Linked DNA regions of Mus musculus: all the other regions are linked to region 1. Evidence: chromatin contacts called from public Hi-C data. All regions are on one chromosome and are shown on one strand. Each heading gives the region's core, a stretch centred on a gene start, on an enhancer-like site or on the middle of the called end of the contact. The rest is flanking DNA. Distances are from core to core; before and after follow the strand shown. Region 1 overlaps Syne1 (spectrin repeat containing, nuclear envelope 1). Region 2 overlaps Syne1 (spectrin repeat containing, nuclear envelope 1). Region 3 overlaps Syne1 (spectrin repeat containing, nuclear envelope 1). Region 4 overlaps Syne1 (spectrin repeat containing, nuclear envelope 1).

The links. Hi-C and Micro-C count contacts between places; a contact is called where the count stands out from the background.
Region 2: a contact with region 1 is called in a Hi-C map of uterus, with 6 times the contacts expected there. The contact joins two enhancer-like sites. A contact is called at or near these places in 1 of 15 datasets of contacts at CTCF or cohesin (the NIH/3T3 cell line), 4 of 484 Hi-C or Micro-C datasets (embryonic stem cells, granulocytes, myeloid progenitors and 1 more) and 1 of 115 datasets of contacts at active chromatin or transcription factors (embryonic stem cells).
Region 3: a contact with region 1 is called in a Hi-C map of the C2C12 cell line, with 1.8 times the contacts expected there. The contact joins two enhancer-like sites. A contact is called at or near these places in 3 of 15 datasets of contacts at CTCF or cohesin (the NIH/3T3 cell line, large pre-B cells and pro-B cells), 8 of 484 Hi-C or Micro-C datasets (the C2C12 cell line, the MC38 cell line, bone marrow-derived macrophages and 3 more), 1 of 115 datasets of contacts at active chromatin or transcription factors (trophoblast stem cells) and 1 of 9 other capture datasets (pancreatic islet).
Region 4: a Hi-C map of the C2C12 cell line shows a contact between it and region 1, with 3 times the contacts expected there. The contact joins two enhancer-like sites. A contact is called at or near these places in 2 of 15 datasets of contacts at CTCF or cohesin (the NIH/3T3 cell line and pro-B cells), 13 of 484 Hi-C or Micro-C datasets (the AML12 cell line, the C2C12 cell line, brown adipocytes and 6 more), 2 of 115 datasets of contacts at active chromatin or transcription factors (both in bone marrow-derived macrophages) and 2 of 9 other capture datasets (adipose tissue and liver).

The regions. Positions count from the first base shown.
Region 1 is chr10:5,304,325-5,307,024 of GRCm38.p6, reverse strand. Syne1 (spectrin repeat containing, nuclear envelope 1) reads left to right here. Exons shown (of 146, transcript NM_001347711.1): 47 at 1,140-1,347; 48 at 2,519-2,631. Among named protein-coding and RNA genes, the nearest start is that of Gm51757, 21 kb to the left of the region's middle. Within about 2 kb of position 1,259, at least 29 of the 459 cell types and tissues checked have an H3K27ac peak or open chromatin away from gene starts, as enhancers often do. A contact at or near this core is called in the C2C12 cell line, the MC38 cell line, embryonic fibroblasts and 1 more, where this site is marked.
Region 2 is chr10:5,233,612-5,236,311 of GRCm38.p6, reverse strand. Syne1 (spectrin repeat containing, nuclear envelope 1) reads left to right here. Exons shown (of 146, transcript NM_001347711.1): 74 at 1,620-1,745. Among named protein-coding and RNA genes, the nearest start is that of Gm51757, 92 kb to the left of the region's middle. Within about 2 kb of position 1,416, at least 30 of the 459 cell types and tissues checked have an H3K27ac peak or open chromatin away from gene starts, as enhancers often do. A contact at or near this core is called in uterus, where this site is marked.
Region 3 is chr10:5,180,715-5,183,414 of GRCm38.p6, reverse strand. The region is part of intron 94 of Syne1 (spectrin repeat containing, nuclear envelope 1); the gene reads left to right. Among named protein-coding and RNA genes, the nearest start is that of Gm51757, 140 kb to the left of the region's middle. Within about 2 kb of position 1,309, at least 59 of the 459 cell types and tissues checked have an H3K27ac peak or open chromatin away from gene starts, as enhancers often do. A contact at or near this core is called in the C2C12 cell line, the MC38 cell line and embryonic fibroblasts, where this site is marked.
Region 4 is chr10:5,198,469-5,201,168 of GRCm38.p6, reverse strand. All of the region lies in intron 90 of Syne1 (spectrin repeat containing, nuclear envelope 1), which reads left to right. Among named protein-coding and RNA genes, the nearest start is that of Gm51757, 130 kb to the left of the region's middle. Within about 2 kb of position 1,263, at least 13 of the 459 cell types and tissues checked have an H3K27ac peak or open chromatin away from gene starts, as enhancers often do. A contact at or near this core is called in the C2C12 cell line, where this site is marked.

The sequences.
Region 1 (2,700 bases), core at 10-2,509:
TCATCTAAACTCCATATGCACACATGCTTGCAATACATGAATACACACACAGGTTTATAAAATATACAGTTTGTCTATTACATGGATTTTTTTCAATTTTTTAATATTTCTTTTATTGTTTTTGAGATTCTTGCTTGAGTATTGTAGTTATATCATTTCTATCCCAACCTTTCCCCCACTCCTACTCCTTCTATGCCCTCCATTTCCTCTCAAATTCATGATGTCTTCTTTAATAATTATTTTTTTTATGGTTTTTCGAGACAGGGTTTCTCTGTATAGCTCTGGCTGTCCTGGAACTCACTTTGTAGACCAGGCTGGCCTCGAACTCAGAAATCCGCCTGCCTCTGCCTCCTGAGTGCTGGGACTAAAGGCGTGTGCGCCATCACGCCCGGCTTTCTTTAATAATTATTGGTGTGTGTGTGTGTGTGTGTGTGTGTGTGTGTGTGTGTGTGTGTTGCGAGACAGGGTTTCTCTGTGTAGCCCTGGCTGTCCTGGAACTCACTTTGTAGACCAGGCTGGCCTCGAACTCAGAAATCCGCCTGCCTCTGCCTCCCAAGTGCTGGGACTAAAGGTGTGTGCGCCATCACGCCCGGCTTTCTTTAATAATTATTGGTGTGTGTGTGTGTGTGTGTGTGTGTGTGTGTGTGTGTGTGTGTGTATGTGTGTGTGTTCATGCATGCGTACATGCACGTACATGCACACACATGCATGTAAGCTACCGAGTCCATTTGCTGTTGATCATATATACACATGCTTAGGGCTGACCACCTGAGACTGGATAACTTGTCTGGGAAGCCGTCCTCAGAGAATATTGATTATCCCTCTTGGCAACCATTAATTTCCTATAGCTCTTTGTCTAGGGGTGAGGTCTTGTGAGATTCCTTCCATCCATACTGAGATGTCATTTTATATATATATATCATGTTTACGTGACCTCAGTGATAAGATCTTATAGGTATAGATACTTATCATATATAGAAGAAGCTTTTGAATCCAACCTACAAGTATACATAATTGAGGAGATTTTGACATTAGTAATTTCAGATCTTAAAAACATACCAGGAAAAATAATTACAATACTTCTCTTTAATGGGGTGAGCATCCCTCCCAGTATATTTACAGTGTGCCTTCATCACTAGGACATACGAAAAGAACTTCAAAGTCAACAAAACAGCATCACCTCCACTCAAGAAGAGCTCAACAGTCTGTGCCGGAAGCACCACTCGGTGGAGCTGGAGAGCCTGGGCCGTGCAATGACTGGGCTAATAAAGAAACATGAAGCCACGAGCCAGCTGTGCTCCCAAACCCAGGCCCGCATACAGGACTCTCTGGAAAAACACTTCAGTGGTGAGCTGAAGGGCTTTTAGTCTGAATCATCTGTTTATGAGAAAGGGTTTGGACCAAATGCTGCTCAGAAACTGCCAGCAGAAGTTTGAACAAACCTTTTAGTCAGATTAATGTTTCAAATTCACTCGTGCTCTGTGAGATTTGGGTGACAGAGGTTCTGTTACAGATGCTCTCACCTTTTGGAGAATATCCCCTCTCCCCATGAGAGACCACGAATCTAGCCATTTTGATGATCCTCAATTATATCTGGCTCTTCCATATAGGAGCTTACGTGTGTGAAGAACTGCCTCTGTTCAAGTGGTCAGAAATGGCTAGCCAAATAGCTAGACACTTTTCCGTGCTAGGATGAATTGTTGCTATACACATGGATGGTAGAAAAGGCCATAGCCATGACAGCCATATGGTCCAGAAACTTCCAACTCTCCGATTCTGACTCTGAGAAGCTGTCTTCCACTTTGATGTGGGAACATCATTCTTATTTGCTTCATCTTTTCTAAGTCAGTGTAGTAAAGAAAGTGGTCCCTGATGAGGCCATAAAGAAAAGCTTTCTTTCAGGGCTGGGGAGGGCTTGTGAGTAAATAGCTTGCTGTTCAAGCAAGAGGACCTGGGTATGGATCCTCTGCATCCTATAAAAGCTGACTTGGGTGGCACATGTCTGTCTTCTTAGTGCTAGGAAGGAAGAGATGGATGGATCGTTACAGCTCACTTGACAGATAGTCTAGATGAACACACGAAATCCAGGTTTACTGAGGGACTTGATAGCCAAAAATAACATGTAGAGAAACAGGAAGACAGCTGCTGCAGACTTTTGGCCTTCACACACGTACACACACACACACACACACACACACACACACGCAACGTACACTCATATCTTTAACGTTCTTGAGTACATTTCTCCTGGGATTCTTACAAACTCTTTACCAAAATAAAGGAAAATAAGAGGAAAACAAATACTTCTAGTGCTTTATAACTTTTTAGTCTCTTTGATGTAATTTATCCATTCTACCATTAATATTCATGACTGTAGATCTATATTATTGGGGGTTTTTTGGGAGTGTTTTAAAGACCAGGAAGGAAAGGAGTGGAATGGAGAAATAATTCATTGCAACTGTCCTAGGATTTCACTCAGCATTTTGAATTTATCTATTCTTTTCTGAATTTTCAAAAGGTTCTATGAAAGAATTCCAAGAATGGTTTTTAGGAGCAAAAGCAGCAGCCAGAGAATCTTCTAATCTAACTGGTGACAGCCAAATTCTCGAAGCCAGGCTCCACAATCTTCAGGTATAGGTGCTGATATCCTTATATGGATGCTGTGATGCTGTGGTGCTGATGTGGATACTGTGATGCTGA
Region 2 (2,700 bases), core at 167-2,666, 71 kb after region 1:
TGGATGGGAAACACTTTGCACATTGAATGAATACCAAAGACACTGTATGGTTGGAAATAGATCTGTACTTCTTATAGCCACCGGAGAAGCTGGCAAGTTCTCTGTGTTCCCTATTACTCCATGTGCCTTCAAGAATAGCATTCAGGCCAAGGCCTGGTCAAGGCATCCAATGCCATCCATCATCTTTTAGAATAAATTCCAAAATTTATGCCACAGCCCATGAATAGACTGTTTTCATAATTTGTCTAACAAAGGAAAAGTTGAGGTGTGGACTTGGGGGACATCTTCTTAAGTCCCCTGCCCCCACCAGGGTCATTTAGTGGTGATTAAACGCATTGTAAGTTGCCACAATTAACAGTCATTGGGATGCTGAAGTCCAGGGATACTACTGGACATTCCATAATGTTTCAGACAGACCTATCCTCACAGAGCTATTTACCTCAGATCTCAGTGGTTCTGAGACTGGACATGCTAACTAGAGGCAGAAAGCAGAACACCAGGATGCTTGTCTTATTTCATTTAACATAGTTGCTTCCAGTTCTACTTATGTCCCATCACAGTACACGATTCTATCTCTCCTTAGAGCAGAATAAAACTACACTGTGGACACATGATGGATTTTCTTTACACTGTAAGCTTTCCTGAGCCATTCCTTGCCTTCCAGCCTTTTATTACAGATGCAATTAATAGCTTTGATAGCTTCCATGACTTGGTCTCTGTTCACCCTTTTGACCACTGATTGACAGCCTCCAGGACTTGGTCTCTGTCGACTCAGGGTTCCCTCTGCTTTGGCTTTTGCACCCACTGTCCATCCTTTGTCGTGTTTGATGGCTCACTTCCTGAATATGTTCCGATCTAACACTCTGAGCAGTCTTGGAGATATGCTGCTTGTGCAGTAGCAATGCTTTCTCCACACCGTCTAGACTCTCAGCACCTTTCTTTCCTACTTCTTGTGCCAGGCATGCATCTGCTGATCTATTACCTTGTTTTTCCTCAGAAGAGTGCCAGTCCATGAGAGCCAAGATTGTGTTATTTGGAGTGCTTTATACACTGTATCTAAAACATATGTTTCCTCAATGCTAAGCAGCTGTGTGTCTGTGTTTCCATGGAGAAATGAAAAAAAATTTCACATAAGCCCTTCTTGGTGGACTCTGAAAAAGGGAAGAGCAGGTGATGAACTTTTTGCATCAAAAGGAACCCTGGTCATATCACTCTGAAGAAGCTCCCCAGCTGACCCTGACAGTGATCTTGTCTCAGGCTATACACAAGCATAACTAAGCAGAGACAAGTGCGCTGCGATTTCTTCTCCTAAATGAGAATGCTGGTAGAAAAATCCAGAGAGTCTGGAGACAAGCCTTACGTTGCCCCCTTCCCAGACCACGCAGACAGCTTTAATTATAATGGGAAGCAGATGGCGGACAAACAGATCCTACAGTGTGTTTGGAATTCTCTCCCATGAGTCACAAATATATTTCAGGACAGTGTGGAAAACACTGACATAACAAGATGATTTTTGATATATCAATAAAAGGCTACCAACTGCACAGTTCGCCACCAAAACAGTGCACCCCTCTTGTTCAACCTGACAATCCTTTTTTTTTTTTCTTTTTCTTTTTCAGGTCAAACACTTCAGAGCTTTGCAAGAGCAGGCCAGGACCTACTTGGATCTCCTTTGCTCCATGTGTGACTTGTCAAACTCCTCAGTGAAAAACACAGCAAAAGATATTCAGCAAACAGAGCAGCTGGTAAATATATATATATATATGTTCATGATTGCAACTAATTGTCTGCTTTGTCTGCCTTGTTATCTTCTCTCCATCTTCAAAGCTGTGAGATTTAAAGAAAATATTTCTGGAGATATTCTTGCTATAACCCTCTTCAAGCCACAGTAACAAGTCAATATGTGATTTATTTTATTTTATTTTATTTTTGCCATCCCAGAAAGGAAGGTAGATACTAAGTCAGTGGAGTCACCACTGAATTGTTTAGTCTGTACAACCACCACCGCTGGCACCTTCCTCCACCTTAATTACCAGTCTCTCGTGGTTTTCCTAGTCCCTCGCGCCTCTTTCTGTTGTTCTTTTCTCCTTTCCCATCCTGTTCTTTAAGGAATACGCTGAAGAGTCCACTGCCCTAGCTTTTTTATATAAGGCCCACCAACGGGCTACTGCTTAAATCCTTCCAAAGGGTGACAGTTGTAATAAGACAAATTATACACTTCCAAAAACCAGAAGGGCAGATCTAAAGACAATCTAAAACATTGATAGGGCTATGTACAGCAGTGTGGTAAATCTGAAATCCCACTCCTGGGGTCCGGGTAAAGGAGGTTGAAACAGGAGGATTGCCAGAATTTCTAGGCCTGTATAATTCACTTTCCAAAAAATAAATAAATAAAAAAGCAGATAACAACATTAAACCATGTTTTTAAAGATGAAGAAACAAATATATAAGAGATGTGAGCCTTTCTTAATTACTCAAATCCCAATTTTCCAGTCAAATAGATGTATTTACTGCTTGGCCTAAATGGAAAAGCTCTTGGGGAACTCTTTGATCTCATACATTGGTAAAATTTCTTGGATCTTTGCAGCACTGATTAAAAATCACACAGGAGAACTCTTAGATGTTTTAATTCGTTGGAAACTCTTAAGCCTAAAGGAAATCTGTTTTTCTTTGATACAAAGAAAGAGGTGCCTTTCGGAT
Region 3 (2,700 bases), core at 60-2,559, 120 kb after region 1:
AGCAGTATTTATCAGGGTAATTCAAGAGCCACACATATTATTGAGAACCAGTGATCTGGGAGAAGGTTTAAATTGTTTCATTCTGTCTATCTTTAGGTTATCTCTACCTCTTTTGGAGGCTTATCATCCCTATAAACCTAGGTAACTGACCACAGCTCCCCCAACACCCAGCTAAAATTGTACATTATTGCTGCTTATTATGAATCAGAAAGACATCAAATAACTTCTCTTGCAGCTGAAGCCATGACTTTCTGTCCTTTTGCTGTTCCTGAAGACAGTGCCTCCCATGACCACAGTGAGACAACATAGCTCATTTAATGACGAACGTAAGCTAGACATCACAGCTTAGGTAGCTTATTAATGGCCTAATGGAGGGTGAGGAGACACAGAGCACATGCAATTTGGTGCAGTTGTGTATATACCCTGCACTCTAGCTTCTTCTTCCTGGGCCATCTTTGTTCGCTTCCAATGTCTGTTCCTAAGTTCTACAAATTCTGGGGCAAAGCTGCCTACACGAAGAGCTAGTGCCGACACACTATCTAAATCTGTCCCTGGAGTCAGGAACAGTCCTTCATTATAGATCTTCTATTTCTAAATTCCAACTGAACAGTGGTGGAGAAGTCCAGGATGCTTGTTTATACTTTAAAGGAATTGATAGAAATGTTTTGCTTCTTATTTTCCTGAACGCTGCCATAAGGATTATTTCTTATTGATCTAATTCTTACAAGGTTCTCAGCCTATGGGTCTCAACCCCTACAAGGGTTACAGGTCAGATATCCTGCATATCACATATTTATATTGTAATTAGTAGTAATAGCAAAATGACAGTTATGAAGTAGCCACAAAAGTAATTTTATGGCTTGAGGTCAGCACAGCATGAGGAACTGCACTAAAGGTTTGCAGCATTAGGAAGGTTGGGTACCACTGCTCCGGACTCTTGCCTCAATGTGCTTCCTCAGTCTGGTTGGTGCTTTCAGGCCCCTCTCTCTCCAGTTAGGCTCTCTATGATGTATAATGGGCACAGGACCCAGTGCAGTTCGAATGATGGTGATGTGTGTTTGAATGTTATACCCTGTGGTTGGAATTTGAGCCATTTTCTATGTTTTTTTTTTCATAAAATTTTATTGATACTTGTAAATTTCACATCATGCACCTAATCCCACTCTTCCCATATCTGCCCTCCACTCTATAACCCCCCAAAGGAAATAAAAACAAAAATGAAAAACAAACAACAACAAAGCACCTCACCATGGAAGCTGCGGTGTGTCATAGTGTGTCACACAATCTGCCCTTTTGCCCAAACAGCTTGCAGATGTTCATTACAATGAGTCATTGGTCTGGTTTGAGGCCTCTGGCTTCTGCTCCACTGTCAATGCTGGGTCTTCGGAGACTCCTCTCGGATATCCTGCTGTGGCCCTGAGTCATGGAGACCCTGCAGCTTTGGATCTGCAGGATCAGCCCTTTCACATACCTGAGCAGCTCATAGGTGGGGTAGGTGTTATGGAGGGCCAGCTCAAAGTCCTGGATCTGGGCCTGGGTAGTAGCTCAGTTTGTCAGCCTGCCAGCTTTCCCAGACTGCCCAGGTAAGGGGTGGGGTGTCGGGCATTTGGCATCTTTACCACACTCAGCTCAGTGACAGGCTTTGGGACAAGTTCTGAGGCTATTTTATTCTAACAAATGAATCATGGAAACAATTGTACTCAAAGGTATAGCCTGGAGACTGAGTAGAGTTACTCTTTTCTTTTGGAATGGAATAAACTTAAGTTCCATGTGGCCCTACTATTAAAGGATTGGGCTTGGGTGAAGCTCCAAGTATTTGTCTTGCATTAAAATATTAGTGGATGGGTATCTTAATGGGAGTCAGTATGATTTTCTAAAATTTATTATATATGTATATATAAGTATACATGTGTGTATGTGTGTGTGAGAGAGAGACAGAGACAGAGAGAGATACACACACACACATACAGAGAGAGAGAGAGAGAGAGAGAGAGAGAGAGAGAGAGAGAGAGAATCATATAAGAAATAGCCAGAAAAGACAACACAACTCGTCATTAGTTAAATCTCAGTGGATTTGGCAGATCAGAGGTACAGTGAAGTCACATATATAAAATATGAACTGATCAAATCCTCTCTCCTTGCCCCCTCCCCCTTTGTCAGATCCCTTTCCCGACTTCTAGTAATCTCTAGCCACTTGTCTAACTCTGTTCCTGTCGCTCACATGTCCTCTTTATCACCACGAGTCAGTGCCGACCCAAAGAAACCTCCCTCTCCCTCTCTGCCTCCTCTCCCTCTCCCTCTCCCTCTCCCTCTCCCTCTCCCTCTCCCTCTCCCTCTCCCTCTCCCTCTCCCTCTCCCTCTCCCTCTCCCTCTCCCTCTCCCTCTCCCTCTCCCTCTCCCTCTCCCTCCCCCTCCCCCTCCCCCTCCCCCTCTCCCTCTCCCTCCCCCTCCCCCTCTCCCTCCCCCTCCCCCTCCCCCTCTCCCTCCCCCTCTCCCTCCCCCTCTCCCTCTCTCCCTCCCCCTCTCCCTCTCTCCCTCCCCCTCCCCCTCCCCCTCCCCCTCCCCCTCCCTCTCCCTCTCCCTCTCTCTCTCCCTCTCCGCCTCCTCTCACAGTAGTTGGATCAGCTACTGGGGGCCAGCTGCTGGCCATGAACTCTTCTCTGAATTATGAGACTGAAGGTGTGTTGAGCTTCCAGACGG
Region 4 (2,700 bases), core at 14-2,513, 110 kb after region 1:
CCAATCCATTCTTGGTGCCTAGAGCCAGCCTGTAGGCAAAGTGCAGGATAGGATGTGTCTCTGAATGTCCCAAGGGTCTCTCAGCAGGTAGCAGAGTCTCAGAGAAGAGCAGAGGTAGTTGACATAATAATATAGCCATCTAAATTGGAAGGCTACACCCTAGGTGATCTCATATTCAGTGGCAGCAAAGTCTGAATCAGCCTGCTTCAAGGCTGAGGGATGCTACACTACTTGAAGTAGAGACAGAAAGTACAGGAAGAAGAGGGTACATACAGTACAGGAATAGAGTCCATGGAGAACAGTGCAGTAGAGTTGAGAGACAGCAGAACAGCAGAGAGAGGGAGGAGGAGGCAGTTTTATTGGGAAAGTTTTACAGAGACAGACTGAAGAAAGAACAAGCTTGACACAGGTAAAGACAGCACTAGCAAGAAAACAAGAAAGAGCTGGAAGATTAGAAAACATTGCTAGAGTTCATTTGTGGTAAAGCAGAACAATTCAAAGGCCTAAGAGAAAAGCCAGATTGAATAAGTCAGCTGGGAGAGGAGTTTGAGGCAGAACACCTGAGGTGAACCAGCAGCAAGAGTTCAGAAAGAACAAGAAAGGCTGAGCTTAGTGAGCAGCAAATCTCACAGGCTGAAAACATTTTATGGCTAGATTAGATTGTATAGAGGCTGGAAGCTTCCAGGACTAGGCCTAGGTTAACAGAGGGAGGCAGCAAGCCTCCAAGAGGATAATTACAGCAGGCAAATAAGAGGTACTTCAACACACAGCACTTCAGCTGTTTCTGCATTTTCAAGGTGATTCTTGCTGCTCAGTAATACAGGTATTTCCCATGTATTTCCCATTCTGCAGCCTCTATGTGCTATTTGTGGAATGTTCCACTGAGAATCCCATGCATGGAAATAGATTAGTGCACCAAACAGTTAATTCATGAAAATAGTCTAATCCTTGATTTCTAAAGCCTTTTAAGAAACAACCAGGTCCAATGCTTTGTGGTGGTGTTGGCCTTTTTACAAACAAAGGGTGACTTCATGTTACAGGGAAAAGCACTTCTGCCTGTCGTCCACTGCTTAGACTCTTTCACTGAGATCAAGAATTATCAAGGTTCTTTGCCTCACAGGTGTCTCCTTGTCTTTTCTGCATCACCTTACATCTTCCTGAATCTCAGGTCTCACAGCTCCAGAGTGACAAAGCCCAGTGATATTTAGCAGCAAATTCTGTCCCTGGCCCGTCATTTCCTATTAGGTCAATTCTCTCTCCCTTGGGGGCTGACTCATAGCTCCATACATTGTGATGGGTGACACAGAGAGGGTTATTTAGTTCTTCATGCCAAGGACAGACGTTATGTTTTGCTTTCTATCTGATTTTTTTTTTATTACCTCTATCATATCTTCCTGGCCTCGATGTGACAGTAAACTTCTCAGAGATTGAACTGTTCCCCTGAAGTGTGAAAATGTCATGCCTGCTTTCCACATATAAGTAAACAATTTCTTCAGTTTACCAGCATAGTACATTTCTATGGTTTGCAAAACCAATATTCTTTTTTTATTAGATATTTTCTTTGTTTACATTTCAAATGCCATCTGATTTCCTAGTTTCCCCTCTGAAAATCCCCTATCCTTTCCCCCCTCCCGTGCTCCCCAACCCACCTACTCCTACTTCCTGGTCCTGGAATTCCCCTGTATTGGGGCATAGAAACTTCACAGGACCAAGGGTCTCTCCTCCCATTGATGACCGACTAGGCCATCCTCTGCTACATATGCAGCAAGAGCCACGAGTCCACTCTGGGGGTACTGGTTAGTTCATTGTTCCTCTTATGGGACTGCAAACCCCTTCAGCTCTTTGGGTACTTTCTCTAGCTCCTTCATGGGAGACCCTGTGCTCCGTCTAACGGATGACTGTGGGCATCCACTTCTGTATTTGACAGGCACTGGCAGAGCCTCTCAGGAGACAGCTATATCAGACTCCTGTCTGCAAGCACTTGTTGGCATCTGCAATAGTGTCTGAGTTTGGTGTTTGTTTATAGGATGGATCCCCACATGAGGCAGTTTCTGGATGGTCATTGCTTCAGTCCCTGTTCCGAACTAACTGTAACTTCTCTGTAACTTCTACTATATGTATTTTGTTCCCCCTTCTAAGAAGGATCGAAATATCCACACTTTGGTCTTCTTTCTTCTTGAGTTTCATGTGGTTTGTAAATTGTATCTTCAGTATTCCGAGCTTTTGAGCTAATATCCACTTATCAGTGAGTGCATATCATGTGTGTTCTTTTGTGACTGAGTTACCTCACTCAGGATGATATCCTCCAGATCCATCCATTTGTCTAAGAATTTCATGAATTCATTGTTTTTAATAGCTGAGTAGTACTCCATTGTGTAAATGTACCACATTTTCTGTATCCATTCCTCTGTTGAGGGGCATCTGGGTACTTTCCAGCTTCTGGCTATTATAAATAAGGCTGCTATGAACATAGTGGAGCATGTGTCCTTATTACCAGTTGGAACATCTTCTGGGTATATACCCAGGAGAGGTATTGCTGGATCTTCCAGTACTGCCATGTCCAATTTTCGGAGGAACCACCAGACTGATTTCCAGAGTGGTTGTACAAGCCTGCAATCCCACCAGCAATAGAGGAGGGTTCCTCTTTCTCCACTCCTTGCCAGCATCTGCTGTCATCTGAATTTTTGATCTTAGGCATTC